Linked DNA regions of Mus musculus: region 2 is linked to region 1. Evidence: chromatin contacts called from public promoter capture Hi-C data. All regions are on one chromosome and are shown on one strand. Each heading gives the region's core, a stretch centred on a gene start, on an enhancer-like site or on the middle of the called end of the contact. The rest is flanking DNA. Distances are from core to core; before and after follow the strand shown.

Region 1 (3,298 bases), core at 560-3,059:
TGTTTTTATCAGATATATTACAGCCAAATGATTAATAAGCACACAGTAATATTTTAGAACTCCAAGTCCAGTAACTACAGTTTCTTAACCAGGCAATAAACACTGTATGTTTTTTATATTCCTTGTCACAGCAAGATCTTTAAAATACCAGGGGTGAAGGAATCAAAAACATCTCTCCATTAATGTTGTTGTTGTTGTTGTTGTTGTTGTGTTTTGTTTTCCTACATCAGGGCCTGCCACCTCTAAACCCTATGGGAATTGTGTGTGTATTGCTGCCAACACAAAGATTAGAACATGTTCCCCTCCCTGGGGCACAACAAACTTTCAAGGGTATGACTAACTGCCTAAGCAAGGGGGGTAAACTCCGTAGCCTACACATTTGGATTTTTTTATTTACCAAGCTGTTTTTGTATGCAAGAGACCCAGAGTACCTCTGAGAAGGACTTGCTCTCCCCCAGCCTGAGTCCCCTCAGCAAGACAGTATGTTCAATGACAAGGATAAGCTTGACGCCCCCCCCCCGCCCCCAGCAGACCCAGTACAGGGAATCAGTCTGAACATCTGCACATAGGAAAAAGGGGGGGGGGGAGGGTTCTTCCTCGGTGTCAGAGTCACTATTCGCTCTCATTTTAGTAACAACCAAATCGCCGTTACAAGTACACAAGAATAGCAGCCAACTAGCCTGCTCCGCAGCGTGCCGCGACCGTGGCACCTCGGCTCCCCAACGTCCTCCGGGTTCCCACCGAAGTTACCACCTGTATCCCCCACGACCCAGCGGAGCGGCTTGTGCCCAGCATCTCTGCCGCAGCCCCCACGCCGACCCGCGTCGGGTCCACACCGCGGGCAGCCCTCCTCGCGGCGCCGCCACGGCCCACGGGACCTGCCCTCCGCGCCCGCGGCCACCAACCCCCGGGGACACCGCAAGTCTCAAAAAGTTCTGGGGCCGCCGCCGAGCCGGTGTGCGGCGGGAGGCAGGAGCGCCAAGCTCTCGCGACCGACCCCGCGCGGGCCAGCACACACTCTCCCTCCGGGAACTCGGCGCTCCCACTCCCAAACTTCCCCCGCCGCCCCGGACCCGCCCGCCAGCCAGCTCGGCCTGCGCCGGGAGAACCCGCGGACCCGCGTCTCTGCGCCCGCCCGCCCGCCCGGCCCACGCCCGCACTTGCCCTCCGCGCCCCGCGGGGCCCCGCTTCCGCCCGCCCGGCCCGCCGTCCTCTCCCCTCTCCACGCTCGCGGGCCCCCGCCGCGGCCCCGCCGGACCCCGGCCGCCCCGCAGCCCGCGCCCCCCAGGCCCGCCGCGCGCCGCGGCCCGGCCGTCCTGGACCACAGCTCCAAAGTTACTTTGCGAGGAGGTGAAGCCGCGGGTGGTTCCCCTCAACCACCCAAACAAGTTTCCATCCCCGCCGCCGCCGTCCCCCCGCCACGCGCGTCCCTCCCGCCGCCCGCTGCCCGCGGCCACCCACCCGGGGGGCTCCCCCGTGGAGGCAGGCGGCCGCTCCCCGGAGCCGCGCGCCCCCGCCCCGCGCCTCCCCCTGCAGCCCACCCCCGGCTCCCCCGCGGCGGGGCGGCCGTGTGGCTGCGGTTCCCGGAGAGTGCGAGTGCGTGCGCGAGTGTGCGCGCGTGCGAAGGCGGAGGTGGCTGCGGCGCGGAGACACTCACTTCTCCCGGGCCTGGCTGTCGGACGGGACGGCGCTGCTGTTACTCTTGCCTTTGCCGTACATGCTTGTGCCGAGAGCAGCTCCCACTGTCACGCACCTGTCAACCCATCACAGCCTCCCCGGGAACAGCCCCGTCCCCATGGCGACCCACGCAGCCACCCCCACCATTGGCCGCCCCACGCCAGAGCTCCGCCCTCCTCGCCCTGGCAACGCGCGAGACTGACAGGCCTCCCCTCCCTCCGGCCTGCCGGAGCGCGCGGCGGCGGCTCGGCCTAAGCGGCAGTCTCCTCCCTCCCTCCCTCCCTCTCCCGCTCCCTCCCTCCCTCCCTCCTTCCCTCTCCGCCGCGCTCCCCCTCCCGCTCTCCTTCCCCCCTCCCCCTCCGAACCCGGGCGCTAGGGGGGAATTAGAAACTGCTCTAGAAGGATTTTAAACAACTGGCTGTTCCCTCCGCCGCCGCCCCGCCCCCCGCGCCGCCCGCGCCCGGCTCCTCACTGGAGAGAAGGCGCGGGGAGGAGGGGAAAGTGCGGCCTGGAGTGCCTGGCAGCGACTGCGGAACGGGAGTCGCGGCGGCCCCAGACTTCGGGGCGCCCGGCGAGTCCACAGGCGGACCCGCGGACCCGGCGCCGGGGTCCCGCCAACCTCCTCTCCCGCTCCTCTCCGGCCAGGCACCCCGGGTCCGTACCCGCGGTTGATCTCATCCCTCCTGTCTGGGGTGTCGCCCCAATCCCGTTCCCGGAGGGCCAGCAGGCCGGGGACGCCCGCTCTGAACCCTCGACCTTCTGGCTCAAGGACTGAGCGAACCTCTGTCTCTCCCTGGGAGGCACCGTGCCTCCCATTGGGGCGCCCGCTGAGGTGCTGTCGCCGGCTCTGAAGTCAAGCCCTGAATCCCAAAGGACCACCCTCCCTGGCGTCTGCCTCCTGTCTAAGAGGGGACTACACCCCCTCCCCTTCCCAAAGAGGTCAAGAGACCGACTCGTGGGACCGCAGTGGCCCAAGGCCTGGGTCCCTACCTCCCCAGTACTCTGCACAGACCTGCAGCAGACCAGGGGCCCAGGCATTCTCTACTCGGCCTGCTTTTATAGTTTGGATGGGCAATGTCATTTCAATTTGACCCTTGGACTGGAAAGATTCAGAGAAGGCCCTGAAAGACATCCCTGTATTTGCCCAGCAGAATAGGCCGCAGAGCCCAAGATGTGCAAAGCTGTGCCCAAGCTGAAAACTCCCGGAGAATATTTTTGGATCCAAGTCCCTAATCTCATTTCAGTGAATGCGCAAAAGTTTCTCAAGACACACGCAACCTGGTTTCTGATAGACTCCATCCTTTATTTTGTTAAAGATCCTTGGCTGTAAAATCAGACAGAGTAGAAATCCGGTTGAGAGAAGAGATGAGCTTCAAATGGGAGGTGACAGGGGAAGAGAGGTGCCATTGGGGTAGGACATGGAGACCTCAGAAAAGCATGAATAGAGGAGTAACGGTTATGCTAAGGAAAGGAAATAACATTCAAATGAGGAAGCATACCTTTCTATTGCACACAGCTTTAAGCATTTAGCAGTAGGATCATAAAAATGCATATGGAGATGCAGAGATAGATGGAAAGGAAAGAAATGGAGTTTGTGGGTTCTGATAGCAAGTGACAGAAA
Region 2 (3,298 bases), core at 275-2,774, 2.0 Mb before region 1:
CTCCCTCTTCCCTCTCCCTCTCCCTGTAGACCAGCTGGCTATGAACTCCCAGAGATCTGACTGTCTCTCCCTACTGAGTTGTGGAATAAAGGAGTGGGCCACCATACTTGGGTCTCTCCCAGCGTTTTCAAAGGTGCTTTTGATTTGCACGGAAGAGCTGACACATATGTACAAGCTTTGAAAATATGCAGCTCATTATAAGAATTCCAAAAGGTTGAAGTCATTTTTATCTTTTTCTGAATCTTGCTGTGTGTGTGTGTGTGTGTGTGTTTGGTCCAAGAGTAGGCATGGGTTTCAAAGCAGATGTTTAAAGTTTAAAATGTTCAGCAAGGCGGTGGTGGCACACGCCTTTAATCCCAGCACTTGGGAGGCAGAGACAGGCAGATATCTTAGTCCGAGGCCAGCCTGGTCTACAAAGTGAGTTCCAGGACAGCCAGGGCTACACAGAGAAACCCTGTCTCCAAAAAACCAAAACCAAAACAAAAAAAAAAGTTCAGCCAAGAGATAGGTCTAAAACTTTTGACTATCAATTTAGATGTCAGGCCAATACAAAACTGTGTGTAGCTGACAACGTGAGGGTGACTCAGATGATTTTCACACGTTTTAGAAATGTGGCTTAAAGTAAAAGAACTAATTCCTATTATACATTAGTGCCTGCTTGATGCCTTAGACACTGACAGGAAAGATGACGCCAATAATATAAAGTGGATTATAAACCTACTAGACAATATTAGGAATGTTTCAACACAATTTAGTATGAATAATTGGATTTTTCTGGCTGGTTTTTGAAACAAGGTCTTTTGTAGCCCCTGCTGGCCTTGAATTACCATATCTGGTTGCCTCTACTCACCAAGTGTTGGGATTATAGTTATGCACTGCCTTGCCAGGCTGATAAAAACTTTTTGTTTGTGCTTTCTGGGAACTCTGATAACTGAATACAATGTCAAAACTTTAGTGCAGTGACTGCCCAAAGAGATTCTCAGAACAGTACACAACGAGGAAAGCCGAAGCAATAAAAGAAGGATAAATTGAGACAAATGTTCACGCTCTTTAGGACGTGACTGAATTTTCCTACTGTTTTCGTATTCTCCTGAGTTGTTTTGCATACATGTCTAACTTAAATTGTGTCTGAAGGATGTCAGGGGAGAATGGAACCCTTTGGCTTAGCCTTGTAAAGCAAGGCAGAGTTCCCGGACTGTTTAGGACGCGTCTGAACACAGTTGGCGATCCAGATTCACTTAGGGTGAAGGAGGGCTACATCAAGGTCCTTGAACAAAGTCTCAGAGTCCCTCTGCCTTTGCTCCTCTTGCCGGGGGTTCAAAGCAACCTGTGCGGCCGGGCACACCAGTCTCTCATCTTGCAGAAAAGCGTCATCCCGCAGCCACAGACTCCGGGCCGGGAAAAAGGGGGCAGGGCTGGGGCCAGGAACGCGGCGGCGCGCAGGCGCGGCTGGAGGGACGCGGAGGGGGGCGGGGCGCCGCCGGGCGGGCGGGACGCGCGCCGCCGCTCCCGTTGCCGCTGCTGCCGCCGCCGCGTCAGCAGCGTGCCGCACGTGCCCGTGTTTACGTCCCTCGTGGAGCCGCAGACGTCACAGCCGAATGGCAACATTGTGGCGACGCTGAGACTAGCGCTTTAGGAGTCTGCTTTCTGGTTCTGGTTCTGGCTGGCTGGGCGCTGTTGGCCGGGGGCAGAGGGGCGGCGGGGAGGTAGGCCCCGGCGGGCGAGCGGCGGACGCGCGCCTCAGCACGCAGCCCCGCGGCTCCGCGCAGGCCGGTCCGGCGGCCCAGGGCCCTGCGCTGCGGCAGCGAGCGGCTTGTAAACAGATCCGGCCGCACGTGACCATGTGAACTACCTGCTCCGGGCCGCGTATTGTCTCTTCTGAGAGCCGCACCACAAAGGAGCCGGTGGGTGAGCGGCCGGCGCGCTAAGATGGCTGCAGGCGCCCCGCAAGGGTGAGCTGGGGGCGCGGCCACCGCGGAGACTCGGCCGGGCGGGCGACCCCCCTCGCCGGGCACCGGAGCTACCATGTCGTTCGCGCTGGAGGAGACACTCGAGTCCGACTGGGTGGCGGTGCGGCCCCACGTATTCGACGAGCGCGAGAAGCACAAGTTTGTGTTCATTGTGGCCTGGAACGAGATCGAAGGCAAGTTTGCTATAACCTGTCACAACCGGACGGCCCAGAGACAGAGGAGCGGTTCCCGGGAACAGGCGGGGACGCCCGCGTCTGATGGGAGTCGCGGTCCGGGCAGCCCCGCGGCCAGGGGTCGGTCAGAGGCCGCTGCCTCTGCTACAGCAGCGCTCCGGAGTCCCGGGCCACGGAAAAGCCAGGCCTGGGCCGAGGGCGGCTCTCCGCGCAGCGCGCGCAGCCTGAAGGGGGATCCTCCTCGGGGTCCCGCGGGCAGAGGACCGGAGAGTCCTCTCCGTAGCCCCGCGCGGGCTAAGGCCAGCCCGCTCCGCAGAAGCGCCGAATCCCGAGATGCGACCGCCAGTGCCACGCCAGCCCCGCCGGCGCCCCCGGTGCCCCCGGTGTCGTCGGTGCGGGTGGTGAGTGCCTCCGGGGCGGTCTCCGAGGAGATCGAGGTCCTGGAAATGGTGAGGGAGGACGAGGCGCCACAGCCGCTCCCGGACTCGGAGCAGCCGCCGTCTGCCGCGGAGCTGGAGTCTCCGGCCGAAGAATGCAGCTGGGCCGGGCTTTTCTCCTTCCAGGATCTGCGAGCCGTGCATCAGCAGCTGTGCTCGGTAAACTCCCAGCTGGAGCCGTGTCTGCCGGTGTTCCCCGAAGAGCCGTCAGGCATGTGGACGGTGCTGTTTGGGGGCGCCCCCGAGATGACCGAGCAGGAGATCGACGCTCTATGTTACCAACTCCAGGTATACCTGGGCCACGGCCTGGACACGTGTGGCTGGAAGATCCTTTCTCAGGTTCTTTTCACCGAGACGGATGATCCGGAGGAGTATTACGAAAGCCTCAGCGAGCTGCGGCAGAAGGGCTATGAAGAGGTGCTTCAGCGGGCCAGGAGGCGCATCCAGGAGGTGAGTGCGGAGTCCGAGCAGCGGTCCTAGTTTTCACGTCTCACTGCCAAGTGTTGGAGCCTGGGTTTGGGGTCTGCGAAGTGTCTTCTTTTCTAGCCGCGGGAAAAGGAAGAACAGGAGGGCTCCTGATCGGCTTTCTTTACTTATCTCAGCGATGGATCTTTGGGAAGTTTTGAGTTTTTTTACCCCTCCAAAAAGTACCCAGTTTACTAAAAATACAGGTAGAGATAAAAGCATTTAGAAAAACAGGTATTCTGTAATCTTAAAC

The links. Promoter capture Hi-C pulls out the DNA fragments that hold promoters and counts their contacts.
Region 2: a promoter capture Hi-C map of pre-B cells shows a contact between it and region 1, with 2.7 times the contacts expected there. The contact joins the promoter of Jmy here to the promoter of Ssbp2 in region 1.

What each region holds. Positions count from the first base shown.
Region 1 is chr13:91,459,608-91,462,905 of GRCm38.p6, reverse strand. It overlaps Ssbp2 (single-stranded DNA binding protein 2), which reads right to left and starts at 1,809. Exons shown (of 17, transcript NM_024272.4): 1 at 1,658-1,809. The coding sequence starts at 1,719.
Region 2 is chr13:93,498,034-93,501,331 of GRCm38.p6, reverse strand. Jmy (junction-mediating and regulatory protein) reads left to right here and starts at 1,524. Exons shown (of 11, transcript NM_021310.3): 1 at 1,524-3,030. The coding sequence starts at 2,026.